Regions from separate parts of the Mus musculus genome. Here regions 1, 2, 3, 5 and 6 are each linked to region 4. The links are chromatin contacts, called in public ChIA-PET, Hi-C, HiChIP or PLAC-seq and promoter capture Hi-C maps. All regions are on one chromosome and are shown on one strand. The core of a region is the stretch at or near the end of the contact, and the rest is flanking DNA. Distances in the headings are between cores, read along the strand shown.

Region 1 (2,700 bases), core at 39-2,538, 620 kb after region 4:
CCTCTTTCCAAATTGTTTCTTCTCAGAAGAGATTTGTGACTCCTCATTTTCTTTTGGATCCCTTGGTCCCATCTTCCTCTCGCTTTCTAGATAATCCCCCCCCCCACCTCGTCCTTCCAATAAACTTTAATCCCTCACCTACTATGTGCTGGATACAGAATGGGGCCTGAGAAGCACAAAAACAGGGTGTAGAAACCAGGCATGGGGAGGCAGAGCCAAGCAGGTCTAACCTCAGCTACAGAGTGAGTTTGAGATAGGTCTGGCCACGTGAAACCTTGTCTCAAAAAAAAAAGTAAATAAAAATAAGCAATAACAACAAAAAAAGTTGTGGGAATCCTTCAGGCGTTCCAGAAACAACTTAGCTTGTTTTCTCCAACGTCTCCCCACCTCTCTCCTAATCCTGAAAGCCCTTTGTACACTATAAAGAGCTGAGCAAACGTTTAGTCGTGTTCCTTTCAGGGAAATGGACCAGCTGCCCCTGCCCCTTGGCAGGTAATGGAGTTATCCTTTGATCAGCAGAGGGTCGGGGTCTGAGTCGGGCAGGACTGCAGCACGTGTCCCTTCTCACCCCTGCTCTCCCTAACCAGCAGAGTGCGTAAACAAAGACGGGCAGGAGGGCTGCCCGGGACTAGGGCAGTGGGGAAAGAGTGGACTGGAGAACTGTAGCTGGCCGAGTGTCCTACACTCCTGAGCATTCACACACTGGCCTCTGGCTAGCTCTCCCTGTCGCAGAGATAGCAGTAATCGCTGGGTTAGAGAGGAAAAGGAAAAGAATGGAAGGATCTCCTCCATAGTCTTTCTCCCACCCCATGCCTCCCCCCCCTACCCCCCAGCCCCTAGGCTTCCCTTTCTGAAACCTCTCCTCCCCCACATAAGTACACATGGCTACGGGTGGACATTAGCACAGACCCAGTTGTACCTACCCCCATCTGCAGCCAGGATCCAAGTCACCTTTAACAGGAGAGCGAAGAACAACATATTATCCCCACAATGGGGTACAAGGGACCAGGAATTTGGGGTTTAGAAGAGAGAGGTGGAGAGGGAGGGAGAGAGAGGAGTTTCTGGCGTTCTATCTCTTTTCTTCTTGTCTCTGTCTCTGCAGACTTCCAGGGACTTGATTTTCCACAGGTTAACACGAACTTCTGGATCCCAGGATAAATTTCTTCCTCTCTCACTTTCTCTCTCTTCCTCTCTCTGCCCTCTCCGTATGTCCCTTCGTAATCTCCACACCACTTACTGGCCAGCAACTTCACAGTTGCCTCCCGCTTTTAAGGTGGCTCGAAACCGGTGTACGTGAGGAGGGGGGTGGTGCCTGGGCTGCAGCCGAGCAGCTCCTTAAATAGCGGATTAGGCATGCAGGATGGCCCAGCAGAGCCCAGCGCCCTGGCCTTGGCTCAGGACCCTGGAGTGAGCTCTTCCTTTGCTATTTACACTGCCGCTCGTACGGGTGTCCCCTGGAACTCTCGGTCAGGGAAGGGGGGTTTCGCACCTCTCCCTCCCAGGACACCGTGTTCTCATTCCCCTGCCTGAGGAGCACATCCCTGGGTGGTATGGGACTGCTGGTGGGGAACCTGTTTCTGAAACCAAGAGAAGTTGAGCTGGTTGGAACCAGAAAGAATTCAGATTCGGGAGATAGGAGAACAGAAGTTGGAGGCTCAGGGAGCAGGTGGGGAGTGGAAAGTCAAACTTTAAAATCTGGATTGTGGAGAGCAAGAAGTGGGGCGAGGAGAATATTTGTCTTCTGCCTCGTCTTTCTCTGGCGCCTGTCACCACCCCCTTCCCTTGGTGAGGCTTAGGTCCACGTGCCTGTGTAGCCTGGGGTGGGGGTGCGGTTTTGTTTGCCGGATAAAGCCCATTTGTGTGCACAGCGGGGGAGGGGTTGTCGCAGCACCAGGGAGAGACAGCATTCTAACTACCAGATCCAGCCACCTCCCTCCCCAGGGAGCCCAGATCTAGGGCGCCTTTTGTCACTGAAGAGGACACTGACCCCTAGCAGAGAGGCCGGGCAGGAGGAGTGATGGGTGACTGTAGAAACAATTACTGTCACCATGAGAAAAAGGCGGACTCCAAAGAAAGAGAGGGGAGGGGCCATAGAAAGGCCATGTGACCAGGTGGGTGAGGGGTCCAGGGGCTTCCCGCCCACCCAACAAAGGGTCCAGGCAGGTCCTGTGGGATCAAGTGAAACTTGCTGTGGTGGAACTGAGTTTGCTAGTGGAGCATGGAGGCTGCGTGGCGTCTCAGGAATGTGGCTGGTGTGCGCTCCCCCACGGGACTAGAAATCCCGATCGGAATGTACATCCTAAGTCCCTCATTAGTGAGTGTGAAGACCACAGATAATTTCAAGCTAGATGGTGAAATCTCTCCTCCATAACCTCTGTGAGGTCTTTCTGCCCTCCTTACTCCTATCAAGTAGCAATAAATAGCCAAAACAAAGGAGCAGAAGCCAAACAAGGGCACGGGATAAAAGCCAAATGAACAGAATAATGCATGTGCCAGGTCATCACTCCTGCGGAGACAGGAGCTCAGAGTGCTTTTCTGTCCCACGACTGAGCTTCAGAGTAAGGACTTTTTAAAAATATATATATATATTTAAAATACACACACACACACACACACACACACACACACACACACACAACGTTTTATCGCTTTGCGAATACTTCATCCCCTAAAAAAAAGTTTCCGTCTTAAAGTTCTTCC
Region 2 (2,700 bases), core at 195-2,694, 980 kb after region 4:
TGCTTGCTTTGTTTTGTTGTTTTGTTTGTGACAGGGTCTTGTGGTTCAGGCTTTCCCCCAAACCATGCAGAAGTGGTCCTTGAACCCCTAACCCTTGTTTCCTCCCTGACTTGCTGGGATTATAGCTGTCACCACCTGGCTTGCTTATGTTATGGGACATTAAAATGTCGTTGCAATTGTATCCCAGCAGAGCTTCGATCCCAGTCCACTATTTCCTAGATCCATGCCTAAACTGAGGAGTTTTGCGAGGACTTTTGGGGGTCCTGCTTGGTGTTTAATTGTAAAGACACCGGAGACATCTGGATACAATAAAGCTGTTGGCCTGTTTGCTGAGACAGTCCCTCAGCTAACCCATCTACCTAACCCGACCGACTTCTTGCCACTGTGTCCCACCACGTGTCTCTTTAAATCCCTGTTCCGTTCTTGTCCCTGCTTGTCTCCCGCCTGTCCGGCCCAAGCTTCTGCTGCCAGCTCTTTATTCTGCAGGAGGCCATACGCCTAACTCTTCCACTGAGCCAATCAGCAGCAGGACAACGCCCGGTCTCTCTTACGTAGCCTTTTGGCGCAGAGGGTTACGTGACCTCCATCTAGGCAGCTAGCTTTCTAACATGGCCTGAAGAAAATCTTTTGGGAAGATGAGGAAGGATAAAAGGTGGGTTGTGGGGCCATAGAAACAATACCAAATATCCGGTCAAGCACAGCCACTCATTGGAAACACAGGGACACAGCCACATAGCCATTTGATGTGTGGACATAGGTCATCCCATCCAAAGGGTCTCCTTATTGCAATTCTGCTCCAAACAGCTAAAGAAAATCTTAGCCAGTCTCTTGACCTGACAACCAGCTCACACACTAAGTAGGAATTAAAATTCCCAGTGTGAGCTATCCTGCTGGATGCTATCTATCCGCCGTGGTATAGAAACTTAAGTGGATGGCTCTAAAAGCGGAACACCTAGTAGCGTTGAGTCACAAGGAAAACTAGCGTCTTTACCTTACCGAGTCTAAACCCACGGTTATTACCTGTACAACCCAAGTCAGTGTCAGCTCTCCTGAAGAGACTGTGGTTGGCCCTAAAAAGGGCCGTTAGGGATGGGGGGGGGGGGAATTGAAGCGGCGGCGTCTAGCCTCCGAAGCCGTAGAGGGTGCGGCCCTGGCGCTTGAGAGCGTACACCACATCCATAGCGGTGACGGTCTTGCGCTTGGCGTGCTCGGTGTAGGTGACTGCGTCGCGGATGACGTTCTCCAGGAACACCTTCAGCACACCACGGGTCTCCTCGTAGATGAGGCCGGAGATGCGCTTGACCCCACCGCGCCGAGCCAGGCGGCGGATGGCGGGCTTGGTGATACCCTGGATGTTGTCACGCAAGACTTTGCGATGGCGCTTGGCGCCACCCTTGCCTAGACCCTTTCCACCCTTTCCTCTGCCAGACATGGCTAATGTAATCTGAAACACCAGCTGGTGAGGCATTGGAGGTGGAGTGCCACTAATATATGAGAGGATCGGACCAGATTGAAAACTGAAAGCGCGCGGGCGGGAACCTTTCTAAATTATCCGGGCTCTGGATGTTGCATCATCTTCCTGTTTTTCTTTTCTCTTCTCTGCCCTCTACCGGTTCCTTACAGTCTCAAGCCTTTATTTTTTTATTTTCGATTTTCTTAATTATGGTGCCGAAGTCCCTCGGAGAATTCAGATTCCTCCAAATAAAACTTAGAGATAACACAGACTTTAGAAAGCACTGACGCTAAAAAGACAAAAGACCGGAGAAAGAGAAAGTTAGAGATGAGGGGGGAGTGCGCTGCACTGAAGGGCCCGGAGCTCCTGTTAGGTAAAAACCGCAGCAAAAGTTCCAGTAACCAGCGTGACAATCGAAAGCAGAGGACCCAGGAATGTGTGTGGAAGGGAAAGGTCGCGGGCGTTTCTGCGTACAGTCGCCTGTTTCGTTGATAGAGACACATTATTCAGATCAAGCAGAAACTAGATCATAGGAAAACTGAGGATGCCGCCGATCCTTTTCACCGAGGTCAGTGGGTTTCCACGCTCTTCTACCCAAAGGCCCGCTGACTAGCCGAGCAGCCCGGGAATGCTGCTACGCTCGTTTCCACAAGTCCTTTGAGGCCCGCCCTTTGTTTTCAGTTATTCCAAACTGTCTCTACTATGCAGTAGACTAAAATTCACTTTTTCAAGTGTGTGTCTGCTTTATACAGTGACGCCCTGGGAAATGAACTGGAGTCTGTACTTCTAGTATGTCCGTCGTTCCCAGGGCCACCCATAGAAGAATCTTGAGAAAGCATTCTGCATCAGAAAGAACGGTAGTGGGTTGGTTGGGACTTGTTTTTAAAGTGATCTGATAGGCCTTGTTCTGACTGTTCCTTTATTCTAACATCTATATGTGCTCATGAATCCCCACCACCACCACCACCACCTTTTTTCTATCCAGATTTTCTGGCTCCAGACATGTAGATAGATGTAGGTTTTGAGTCACCTTAGGCTGGGGGCTCAGACTCCCCTCTCAACTCAAATGTTTTAAACCTAAGACCTGTGAATTGTAGATCTTAGAGGGAAGAGAGCTCCCTCCTACCCCAGTAACCCTGGGCAGTCATACACGTCTCTTGATGGATAGATCCTGTTTGTAGACATGCCTCCATGCCCAAACTAGCACCCTAGAATTCAGAGCCTCTCCATCCCGCAGCCGCTGTTTT
Region 3 (2,700 bases), core at 24-2,523, 960 kb after region 4:
AGGTGCCTGCCAAAGTGGGAAGGGGGGAATGGAGTTGTCATTTTGAAGTAAATTAATAGGAGTAAGAGGAAAAACTACCCAATTGCCATTGAACCATATCATAGCAATAAATGCTGAATCCCAAGTAGCTAGCAGGTCTTCTAATCAAGTGTTAGAGAACAAAGCTTTATCACTGGATATTACTCATAGTCCACTTACCACCGACGTTGAGCCCCGTAAGCCTCAGACATTGCATTAAATGAGCAACAATAATCTTCAGTCGTCCAGAAGTCTGGTGATGTAATTATGAGCTGTAAGCTAGATCTCAGCCTTCAGCTACTTACAAAGCCTTCTCTGCTCCAGCTGGGTAGGAACATTACATAGTATCCACCAAGCCCCAACCCTCCGTAAGATTATCCCCTCCCCTTAGACTGAGGTGGTGAACCTACTTCGGGTTAACAAGCTAGGAGTCTGAATAAGACCGCAATTAACGTTAAACAACTTACACTAAGGGCATTCAAACCTTCCTTGAAAGCAACCATTATGTAGACATAACAGGTATAAGTCAGATACCAACCTAGAGCTATGGAGCGGGATAATGTGCGGACAAAGCTCTAAGCGAAGTAAACAGCTCTTTCCGGGAAGCTGTGGTGGCTCTGAAAAGAGCCTTTGTGGGGAATGGATGGGAGACAGGGCGCTTAAGCGCGCTCCCCACGGATGCGGCGGGCCAACTGGATGTCCTTGGGCATGATGGTGACGCGTTTGGCGTGGATGGCGCACAGGTTGGTGTCCTCGAACAGCCCCACCAGGTAGGCCTCGCTCGCCTCCTGCAGCGCCATGACGGCCGAGCTCTGGAAGCGCAGGTCCGTCTTGAAGTCCTGCGCGATCTCGCGCACCAGGCGCTGGAACGGCAGCTTGCGGATCAGCAGCTCGGTCGACTTCTGGTAGCGCCGGATCTCCCGCAGCGCCACGGTGCCGGGCCGGTAGCGGTGCGGCTTCTTCACGCCGCCCGTGGCCGGGGCGCTCTTGCGGGCGGCCTTGGTGGCCAGCTGCTTGCGCGGGGCCTTGCCGCCGGTGGACTTGCGGGCAGTCTGCTTCGTACGGGCCATGGCGAAGACGGAAGACACCCAAACGAGGAGCACTCGGGGACCTGATACCGGCCCGAGCCGGCCGCCTTTATAGGCGCAGTCTTCCCCGCGGCGGGGCGGAGACAGCGACTTGAAACTCCCGCGCTGCCGCGCCATTGGCCGTGGCGTCACCGGCCCCGACCTCGCCCATTGGCTCGGGCCCGCCACGCCACCTGACCCGCCCCCACCCGCCCCCCACGTCCAGCCCCGCGCCCGGTCCACTTGCCAACGTTCTGCGAGGGTGGAGCCACGTCTGGCAGCTGCCCGTAGAGGGCGGGTCCCGGCTCTGCCCAAGAGGAGCTCGCGCGCCCCCGCCCGCCGCCCAAAGTCCCAGGGCAGAACTAATCTAGTGTTTGTGCAGCACCGCCCAGCCACAGCCACAGTCCCAGCCCCAGTCCCCCATGATCCCTAGAGCCGGCCGCGTCCAGTCCTCGCGGGACACCTCCTCCTCCTAGACATTCCCCAAGGACCGGACGAGAGCGCGGCTGACTGCGACTTATGTCTAGATTGGCCTAGACGTCCTAGTTGAGTCTTAGTCCTGGGAAGGGTCAGGCGGGTGGACGCTGAGTGAGGGACAGTGTTGTGTAGGACAAGGGTGTGGGCAGATAGGGGCTAAATGCTTGGGACGGTCAGCGAGAACCGCGTATCCGCTCCGCCGAGGCAGGGCATGAACCAAAGAGCGACAACAGACTAACTACCAGGGGGAACCACGGGCAGGATGGGCAAGGAAGCAGAGGACACGACACTCTTACTTTTGGGGCAGGGCCAGGAAAGGCCACCAAGACCGGCTACCGTGACACAACTCTTTATCTGATTCAGTGGGTGGCTCTGAAAAGAGCCTTTTTAGGAGCTCGCGGGGGTTATATCACAGAGACGCGGGCCGACGCGAGCAGTGGCCTCACTTGCCCTTCGCCTTATGGTGGCTCTCCGTCTTCTTGGGCAGCAGCACGGCCTGGATGTTGGGCAGGACGCCGCCCTGCGCGATCGTCACTTTGCCCAGCAGCTTGTTGAGCTCCTCGTCGTTGCGGATGGCCAGCTGCAGGTGGCGCGGGATGATGCGCGTCTTCTTGTTGTCGCGGGCCGCGTTGCCCGCCAGCTCCAGGATCTCGGCCGTTAGGTACTCCAGCACCGCCGCCATGTATACCGGCGCGCCGGCACCCACACGCTCCGCGTAGTTGCCCTTGCGCAGCAGCCGGTGCACACGCCCCACCGGGAACTGTAGCCCGGCCCGGGAAGACCGCGACTTGGCCTTGGCGCGGGCCTTGCCTCCTTGCTTGCCACGACCGGACATCACGAAAGCGCAAACAGACGAACGGCCACAACCAGGAAACGGTACTCCGGCGCCGACGCCTCACCCTTTTATAGACGCAGACCCGATTGTCCGCCCGACGCTCTCATTGGCTCACACGCGTCCTGACGCCGTGGCCAATAGGAGCGCGCGGACAGAAGCCTCTCATTTACATAAGACCGGCTCCCTCGCCCCGGCGCCGCCCTGGAACGCGCGAATCACGACGCGCGTGCTCGGTGGCTTCATTTGCGTGCGGCCGTCGTTGCGACACTCCGCGGGTCGCCGGGCGGCTGGGCTTGCTCGCTG
Region 4 (2,700 bases), core at 1-2,500:
GGAGCCTTTAAAGGGAAGAGCGACCTAATGCCACACAGCCTGTCAACACAGCTGGGCGAGTCCAGCTGGTTCAGGAAGCACCAAAAATAAGCTACAAAGAATTCAGGGCCGTGCTTATGGTTTAGATTCCAAACACACTTTGTGTTTATCCCTTACCAAGGAGGCGGTATTTTTACGTGTGTGTGTGTGTGTGTGTGTGTGTGTGTGTGTGTGTGTATGCGCACGCGCCTGCATTAACACTAAAGGAGAACACTGGAAGCAAAGGAATGTAAGTTGTGGGTCAACATATATGCCTGATGAATTATTCTGTATATTTGGCATAAAAACAAAGATTTAAAGTAAAACACCACGACCGCCTCTACCTAGGAGGGAAAAAAAAAAAAGGCAAACCGCCATTCAGAGGCAATAAAGCGGTGCACCCAGTGCCCTCCACTCCCAGAGGTTCACCTGGACCCAGTGGGCTGAAGCCCGCTTGCGGGAGGGAAACTGAGAGGGGCGGGGAGAAGGGAGAGACACACCTCGCCGGGCGAGGCTGGCGGCCGCCGCACAGGTTCTGCCGAAGGACCCGACTCAAGCAAACCAAGAGACTCCTTTCTCCGGGCTCTCCCGCCTATGGCCGAAGGGCTTGGTCCTCTAGCTCCCCCGCGTCCATCTCTGTGATCCCTCCACACCGACCGTCCGGGCTCCCCAGATCCCACACCTTCGTCCTTCCCAGACCCCACGCTGCATTCCTTTCGGTCACGGACTGGGACCCGTTACCTGCAAAGCGGCTCGACAGTCCTGCAGGTAGTCCTCCATGGTAAAGCCCGAGGTGTGCCGTTGCCCCTCAGCCAGGAGAGGTAACCCGGCAGAATGTACCCCGCCCTAGACCTAGGGTCTAGAGCCGAGAGTCAGGGGGCGGGACTCGAACCCGCCACTAAAGGGTTCGGCCTCCGAACCCCAGGAGGAAGTGCGTAATCCGGCACTCCGGGAGTCCGGCGTTGCCCCGCCCCCCAGCGGCAGAGGCTGGGTTCTGAGCCCAAAGACTCATGGGACGTCAAGGAGGAGTATGGTATATCGCGGTGCCTCCTGGGAAATGTAGTCCAGCAGCTCGTGTTTGTCCTCAAGTGAGCAGTTTTCGGAGGGCTATGACATGCAAATTGTGTATGTGTCACAATAACTCGCCTTTATGGCATCTGAACTTGCAGATAGGACTAAGTATAGTACCTTTCCATATATTACACCGAAAATCTGTTCGAGATTGATGTAAATTAATCTCTCAATTTTTTTTAAAATACAAATTCTTTCTATCTAGCCCAACCTGTCTGGAATTTGTAATCTTTCTCCTCAGTTTCCTGAATACTGGATTCACAGGCCTGGTTTGGTTAGGACTTTAAATTACAACATTGCTGTACATATTATTTATTAAAATAGCTTCCCTGGTTAGGTGTTTTTTCTTTCTTTTTTTTAAATTCTCCCCTTTACCAAACTGACAAATCGTGATCAATGTGTTTGTTCACGATAGGAAAACATTACCATAATGTTTGACTTGTTTTCTTAAAACCTACTGTCGTGCCAACTCTTCCTCCTTCTTCATAGCCTTTCTTCTACAGCCTGAGCAAATACTCCTCATTCATGGGCTGTTGCAACCGTGACTTTGCTTCCTGGGTCTCTGTTGCAACAGTTCTCTCGGCTTTCCGAGTTGCTTGAAGCCTTATCCTTTGGCCGTCACATCAATAGAGTTTAGAGGAGCCTTCAGAACCTAAGGCTGGGTTCCAACATCCCTTAACTGCCACTTGCGTGTCCCAGGGCAGACTACTTGGGGGGAAAATGTCCCTTCATCATAACATGTTCCCTCATTTTTTAATCTATCCCCAGATCGTCCTGCTTCTCGGGGAGGTGAGAAGAGGCAGAAGAGCGTCTTCCTCGCCCCCGACCAGGTACACAGCTGAACCAGTTTCATTCCTAGCCTTTCAAAAAAAGCATACGGGGAAGAAGGGAAGCCTTGGGAAAGAGCTCAGGGGCTCCAGAAAACCAGGAGTGGGAATTTTCTTTCTTATTGAACGAGTACATATGCAAACACAACGCCCTTCCGCCCTGCTTTCTTGGCTCCAGAGCAGAGGGCTGCGGCGGGCATCCAGGGAGGTCTAATCAACAGCCGCTGTCCCGCCCTGCTCCTCCGGGCTCTGCCAGGCCGCTTGCTTTTCCCGGTTCTCACCAGAGAGGCACACGCGCTCCGTCCCTTCCAGCGGCAGGCGGAGGGAAGAGAAAGGGTCTGTTGTTTTTCTCTCTTCCTTTCTGCGGCTCACCGGGCTGCTGACCGGCTCAGACAGCCCTGATGGAAATCCTCGGTAGCTGAGCAGGCCCCTCCTCCTCCTCCTCCTCTAGGGACCGCGTCCTTGGCTAATTTGTCTTTGTCCGGACAGGGGGAAAAGAGGGACAGAGAGAAGAAAAAGAAAAACCACAAACTTCCTTTGAAAGCCAGTTTGTAGGCACGGCCTGGAGCGCACGCCGGAGGCTCGGTGACTCGGGAATCCTGAAGACTCTGGGAAGCCAGGCGGGACCGCCTGCGCTGTGCCTTGCTTGTCCTCGGCCCCGACCCTGCTCCAGCGTCCCCCGTATTGGGCGTGTGTCCGGAAGTGGCAGCGACCCAGGCTGGACGCCGCGAGAGTAAACCCGTGTCAAGCCGTGTAAGCTCTGGGGCTGACAGCTGGGAGGCGG
Region 5 (2,700 bases), core at 6-2,505, 650 kb after region 4:
ACTGTGGATCTGCCCCTCTCTCCCTTCTGAGGGCTATGATTAAAGGAATGTTGGATCTTTCAGGAACATTAAACAGAAAAAAAAAGTTTTGGTTTTGTTTTTAATTTACTTATTTTGTTTTTGCATATCCGTGTGTTTTGCCTGCACGTACGCACACACAATGCATCTGTGCCTGTGGCCTGTGGAGTCCGGAGGATGCCTCTGAATTTCCTGGCATTGTAGTTATGGGTGATTATGAGCCACTATATGGGTGCTAGAAATCGAACCAGGGTGGAACCTCTGCTAGAGGTCATTGCCTCTCCATCCCCTCACACTTAAAAGAACATTTTAAGTAGATTCCTGTAGGAAAGGAGAGGCCTTGCTGGACAGTTTCTGATAATTGTGTTTCTTTAGGCCTGTGTTATTTTTCCTCTAAGGTGTCAATTTTGTTTGTTTGTTTTTCTGTCTTTTGGAAACAGTCTCTCCCCACCCCACCCCCCTTTCTGTGTAATCCTGGAACTCGCTCTGTAGACCAGGTTGGCCTCGAATTCAGAGATCTGCCTGACTCTGCCTTCCAGTGCTGGGATTAAAGGCGTGTGCCACCGCGGCTGGCTCTAATATTCCAACTTTTTAGCAGTGACAAATGACCTCAGTATCAACTCCTCCTGGACAGTTTTATTTAAAGGCTTCTGACTCAACGTGCTAAACTCAACTCTGCTTTCAGAGCCGTTCCCCCCTTTATGTTGGAAGTTAAAATACCTTCTTTATCACGCTCTGGTTCTACAAGCAGTTCGGGACGGGGAGGTGTCACCAACACGCTGTTCGCGCTCGCGCCCCTGCTTACACTTTAGCCGCAGAGCAGAAGGCTTGTGCTTTAAGACCACCGAAAGCTCTGGGTGCAGTGTGTTGCATGACCCACTTACAACTTGGGGATGCCAACGACGCCTTTTCCCTTCCTTTTAACCCTGAAGCCAGAAAAACCCCAAACAAACAAAAACAAACCCAACAGACACCCAAACCGTCCTACTACCAAGGGGAAAGCGCGCCAATCACACAAAGAAAAGGAGGGGGGCGACTGGGATTCAAAATCATTTCTCCGGGACGTACATCCTCCCGAACCTATCGGAATTAACTGCGCGCCTAGTCAGAGCCAATAGACACTGAGTTTCTGGTCCAGGTCCCCCCTAAAGACAAATGGACAACCCTCTAGCCCAATGGAGTCGTGTGACGCTAAGGACTCGACCAATCCCGTTGGGAGGTGGGTGGAGTGTAGGCTAGGGGGGGTTGGCGGTGCCGTGTCATGGAGGCTCAGTCTCGCAGCAGCCATTGAAGGGGAAGGAACTGCGGGCGCGCGCGTGTCTCTCTCCCTCACTCTCTCTGTGTGAAAGTGTGTGCGTGCCCGAGTGTGCGCGCGCGGGTGTGTGGACTCGGAGGTGGGGGCAGCCGAGTTAGTCCCAAGTCGTCGGACTCCATTTGCTATTCTTTTCTTTCTCTCCCACACCCGTGTGGTAGTGGGCGTTCGTCTTTGCGTCTCTTTTCATTCATCTCCAGACCTTTAGAGGTTTTTTTAGGGTTGGGGATAGTGGGGAGGGCAGGCGAGGGGAAAGGAGGAGGACATGGAGATGAAGAAGAAGATTAACATGGAGTTGAAGAACAGAGCCCCGGAGGAGGTGAGATGACTCAGCCCCCATAGTCCCCTCCCGCCCTGGATCGTGAGGGGTGGGCTTCGGGGGTCCGGGTGGGTGCGCAGGGCGGGCTGGGAAGCGCGCCCCCACTTGGGGTGGAGGCGGGGTGTTTATTTTAAGTTTTAAATCACCAGGCTCTTGTGCTTAAAATGGCGAAGGGCTTAAGTTTCTAGGGGCATTTTCGTGAGCGCGCGGGGGCTCAGCCCCATGGCGTCCTCGCAGACTGGTGGCCCGGCATCGCGGGCGCGGGCGGCGTGGGCGCGACCCCCGGGTCCTCGCCACCTGCGAAGTTGGTGTAACTTTCCCGCGGCGCCGCCACTCGGCCGGCCGCGGCCCCGGGTGTGGGACTCGCGCCGATCTGTGCCCCACGCTCCCTCCGACCGTGCCCGCTCGCGGGCAGCACGCGCCGCGGCCGGGGCCGCAGCGGAATCCCGGGACCCGACGGCGCGGGCCGCGATCCGCGTGGCGCGCGGACTTTTACGCAAGCTGGAGGCTTGTGCGAGCCTCGCTGCGCTCAGTGCGGTCGTAGGGAAGAGTCCCGAGTCTTGAAGGGGGCCCGGGAGGCGTCGCCCCGACTCCCCGCCGTCGGATTCCCTAGCGGTTTACGCCAGGTCCGCGGGTCTGGAGATTGGCCGCGGCGGGCGGGGACCAGGCTCGCTGATTCGCGGCCGCGGCGTGAAATCGAGGGACAAGGGGTCCGCGCCGCCGTGGTCCCTTGACGCCCGCTCAAAGGCGGGCATCTGCCGGGCCTCCACAGTTATCATGCAGAGCCAACGGTCCCTGAGCCCTGCTGATTTTCGTGGTTCCTTTGCGGGTTTTGGTGACTGGAGGCGAGAGAGAGGTGGTGGAAACATTGTTGCTGTGAGGGTTATCTCTGGGAGCAATGGAAGTTTTCTAGAGCTTCTTAGAAGATTCTAGAAAAACTCAAAAGTTGAAAGCTGTCAGCAGGACGTGGTGAGTGATATCTGTAATTCTGTATATCTGTAAATCTGTACTTCTCATATCAAGAAATTCCCAGCCCTTGGGAGGGAGGCCG
Region 6 (2,700 bases), core at 180-2,679, 670 kb after region 4:
ACCCCCCCCCCCCTTTTCTGAGAATATTGAGTTAAATCCATCTTTGCAGCTCTGAGAATTATTTGTAGATTAGATTATTTTTCTGGATAAGATTAACAATGAGAATTTTAAAAAATTCGAATTCCAAGTGATTTTACAGATTTTTTATTAGATATTTTCTTTATATACATTTCAAATGCTATCCCGAAAGTTCCCTATACCCTCACCCCGCCCTGCTTCCCTACCCACCCACTTCCAATTCTTGGCCCTGACATTCCCCTGTACTGGGGCATATAAAGTTTGCAATACCAAGGGGCCTCTCTTCCCAGTGTTGGCCGACTAAGCCATCTTCTGCTACATATGCAGCTAGAGACACGAGCTCTGGGGATACTGGTTAGTTCATATTGTTGTTCCACCTATTGTTGCAGACCCCTTCAGCTCCTTGGGTGCTTTCTCTAGCTTCTCTATTGGGGGCACTCACTGATAAGTGGATATTAGCCCAGAAACATAGGACACCCAAGATACAATTTGCAAAACACAAGAAAATCAAGAAGAGGGAAGACCAATGGGTGGATACTTCACTCTTCCTTAGAGTAGGGAACAAAATACCCATGAAAGGAGTTACAGAGACAAAGTTTGGAGCTAAGATGAAAGGATGGACTATCCAGAGACTACCCCACCAGGGGATCCATCCCATAATCAGCCACCAAACCCAGGCACTATTGCATATGCCAGCAAGATTTTGCTGAAGGGACCCTGGTATAGCTGTATGAGGCTATGCCAGTGCCTGGCAAATACAGAAGTGGATGTTCACAGTCATCTATAAGATTTTACAGATTTTATTTTGTAATAAAGCTGTATATATCGGAATATGGGGTTCCCGGGCTGCAGTTCGCAGGAGGTGCTGCGCTAGACGCCAACTTTTAAGGAGACTCTTCTAAGGTCGCGTTTCCCACCGCGATCCCCGGGTCGAGCCAGCGTGCTGCCACGTATCGGGTCTTGATAGGCTTGAACAGGTCATGCCATTTATCTAAATGCTTTTGGAAGTCAGTCCTCTGCCGCAGTCCCTGGGCATATCCCGAGCTTCCAATCTTTATTTTCCGTTTTCTAATTGCTGCTACTACAGCAGAGCGCCCTGCTGGGGTCCGCCAAGAACAGGACTTAGGACAGAACTGCAAATCGAGCACTCGTTCCGGAGCTAGCGAAGGCGGATGTGACGTCAGATCGACTACGTCGGATGCACCTGCCAGGCCTGGGCTCCTGGGAGTGAGACACGGTTGCCCCAGGGGCTAAGGGACAGACTCGACCTGACCGAATCCCATCACAAGGACGCCTTTCTAAACTCCACTGGGCCGCAGCTCTGGTCACGAGGCTCGGCCTCACTCCACCACCCCCCCAACCCCCGCCCCATCCCTTGTCAGAGCTCCCGTGCATGCGCAGTCGCGCCGGAAGCACGGCTCTGGAGTTTCCGCATCACGGACCTCAGGGATCCTCTACGCTGTTCATTGTCCTTCGGGTCTCGCAACGTTTGCCTAATGATTCCCAATTTCAGTGTTGCATCATTCTAAAGCCTGATGTTGAAGACTATCGCCCAACCCTGGTTAGCCAGTAATCGGAAACAGCAACGTTATGTGTCTTCTAAAGAAATGAGGGCTAGTTTTGTTTTGTTGTTTTTGGTTTTTTTTCGAGACAGGGTTTCTCTGTGTAGCCCTGGCTGTCCTGAAACTCACTCTGTAGACCAGGCTGGCCTCGAACTCAGAAATCCGCCTGCCTCTGCCTCCCAAGTGCTAGGATTAAAGGCGTGCGCCACCACTGCCCGGTGAGGGCTAGTTTTTTTGTTTGTTTGTTTGTTTTAATTTAGATTTTATGTGTATGAATGTCTTGTGTGTGTGTGTGTGTGTGTGTGTATCACTCGTGTGCCTGGTGCCCTCGGAGGTATCAGATGCTTGGGAGCCTCTGGGGATTGGTCCTCTGTAAGAGCAGCCAGTGCTGGAACTCACGCTGTAGACCAGGCTAGCCTCGAACTCAGAAATCCGCCTGCCTCTGCCTCCTGAGTGCTGGGATTAAAGGCGTGCGCCACCACTGTCCAGCTTGTTTGTACACATTTTTCACTGACCTTGTCCTCAGGAGCTAACCCTCCTATCTATCCATCCCCTTTCCCTACTCCTGGAACTGCTGCTAATTGATAAAACTTAAAACTACATCAGTCAAGTTGAGCAGGTGCTGGGAGAAAGCACTGAAGAAAACCGACTCCGAGACTACACATAAAACAGGAAGACAGCAGGGCTTGGTGGCGCACGCCTTTAATCCCAGCACTTGGGAGGCAGAGGTAGGCGATTTTCTGAGTTCGAGGCCAGCCTGGTCTACAAAGTAAGTTCCAGGACAGAGAAATCCTGCTTCGAAAAAACAAACAAACAAAAAACACGAAGGCTCTTTCTTTACCGAACGAGTGATTCCAACAGAGAGACTTTGTAAAGGTCCATTACAGAGAGAGTTAGGACTTATTTTTCCGTCTTTTAGTCAATCACAGCTGAAGGTAGTTTGTCAAAAGTATCAAAGTAAAATCATCCTTAAATCCTTTTTATTAGAACCAACGAACCACTTTAGAATGTTTGCATCAGTTTGTTTTGTACAGTAGAAGTTTCTTTGGAGGTCTGAGAAACATGGAAAAGGTCTTGGACTGCAGGCCATCCTAGGCCACATAGCCAGTCCTATCCTCAA

Evidence for each region. Promoter capture Hi-C pulls out the DNA fragments that hold promoters and counts their contacts. A called contact is a pair of places that touch in the nucleus more often than the background predicts. ChIA-PET counts read pairs in DNA pulled down with a chosen protein or histone mark. HiChIP or PLAC-seq counts read pairs in DNA pulled down with a chosen protein or histone mark. Capture Hi-C pulls out chosen DNA fragments and counts their contacts.
Region 1: an HNF4G HiChIP or PLAC-seq map of pancreatic cancer cells shows a contact between it and region 4. The contact joins the promoter of Car14 here to the promoter of Prune1 in region 4. A contact is called at or near these places in 3 of 39 promoter capture datasets (erythroid cells, hippocampal neurons and pre-B cells), 2 of 484 Hi-C or Micro-C datasets (embryonic stem cells and liver) and 4 of 115 datasets of contacts at active chromatin or transcription factors (the 230-238 cell line, astrocytes, memory CD8 T cells and 1 more).
Region 2: a Hi-C map of uterus shows a contact between it and region 4. The contact joins the promoter of H4c14 here to the promoter of Prune1 in region 4. A contact is called at or near these places in 2 of 39 promoter capture datasets (erythroid cells and liver), 1 of 484 Hi-C or Micro-C datasets (uterus), 3 of 115 datasets of contacts at active chromatin or transcription factors (bone marrow-derived macrophages and pancreatic cancer cells) and 2 of 9 other capture datasets (adipose tissue and liver).
Region 3: a promoter capture Hi-C map of adipose tissue shows a contact between it and region 4, with 2.6 times the contacts expected there. The contact joins the promoter of H3c15 here to the promoter of Prune1 in region 4. A contact is called at or near these places in 2 of 39 promoter capture datasets (erythroid cells and neural stem cells), 5 of 115 datasets of contacts at active chromatin or transcription factors (astrocytes, bone marrow-derived macrophages, microglia and 2 more) and 2 of 9 other capture datasets (adipose tissue and liver).
Region 5: a promoter capture Hi-C map of erythroid cells shows a contact between it and region 4, with 42 times the contacts expected there. The contact joins the promoter of Anp32e here to the promoter of Prune1 in region 4. A contact is called at or near these places in 2 of 39 promoter capture datasets (erythroid cells and liver) and 1 of 115 datasets of contacts at active chromatin or transcription factors (bone marrow-derived macrophages).
Region 6: a contact with region 4 is called in an RNA polymerase II ChIA-PET map of memory CD8 T cells, with 61 read pairs. The contact joins the enhancer-like site here to the promoter of Prune1 in region 4. A contact is called at or near these places in 1 of 39 promoter capture datasets (liver), 2 of 115 datasets of contacts at active chromatin or transcription factors (embryonic stem cells and memory CD8 T cells) and 1 of 9 other capture datasets (liver).

Annotation. Positions count from the first base shown.
Region 1 is chr3:95,903,397-95,906,096 of GRCm38.p6, forward strand. It overlaps Car14 (carbonic anhydrase 14), which reads right to left and starts at 1,289. Exons shown (of 11, transcript NM_011797.3): 1 at 924-1,289. The coding sequence starts at 978.
Region 2 is chr3:96,261,873-96,264,572 of GRCm38.p6, forward strand. H4c14 (H4 clustered histone 14) reads right to left here and starts at 1,445. Exons shown (of 1, transcript NM_033596.3): 1 at 1,062-1,445. The coding sequence starts at 1,432. The coding sequence ends at 1,121.
Region 3 is chr3:96,237,854-96,240,553 of GRCm38.p6, forward strand. H3c15 (H3 clustered histone 15) reads right to left here and starts at 1,274. Exons shown (of 1, transcript NM_054045.4): 1 at 626-1,274. The coding sequence starts at 1,088. The coding sequence ends at 678. H2ac19 (H2A clustered histone 19) reads right to left here and starts at 2,521. Exons shown (of 1, transcript NM_178212.3): 1 at 1,926-2,521. The coding sequence starts at 2,397. The coding sequence ends at 2,005.
Region 4 is chr3:95,280,826-95,283,525 of GRCm38.p6, forward strand. It overlaps Prune1 (prune exopolyphosphatase), which reads right to left and starts at 1,251. Exons shown (of 8, transcript NM_173347.2): 1 at 760-1,251. The coding sequence starts at 798. Mindy1 (MINDY lysine 48 deubiquitinase 1) reads left to right here and starts at 2,110. Exons shown (of 10, transcript NM_199475.1): 1 at 2,110-2,700.
Region 5 is chr3:95,928,002-95,930,701 of GRCm38.p6, forward strand. Anp32e (acidic (leucine-rich) nuclear phosphoprotein 32 family, member E) reads left to right here and starts at 1,256. Exons shown (of 7, transcript NM_023210.4): 1 at 1,256-1,649. The coding sequence starts at 1,596. It overlaps Gm46815 (a long non-coding RNA gene), which reads right to left and starts at 1,024. Exons shown (of 3, transcript XR_001783926.1): 1 at 739-1,024.
Region 6 is chr3:95,949,877-95,952,576 of GRCm38.p6, forward strand. No RefSeq gene overlaps it. Among named protein-coding and RNA genes, the nearest start is that of Anp32e, 22 kb to the left of the region's middle. Within about 2 kb of position 1,430, at least 443 of the 459 cell types and tissues checked have an H3K27ac peak or open chromatin away from gene starts, as enhancers often do. A contact at or near this core is called in embryonic stem cells, liver and memory CD8 T cells, where this site is marked.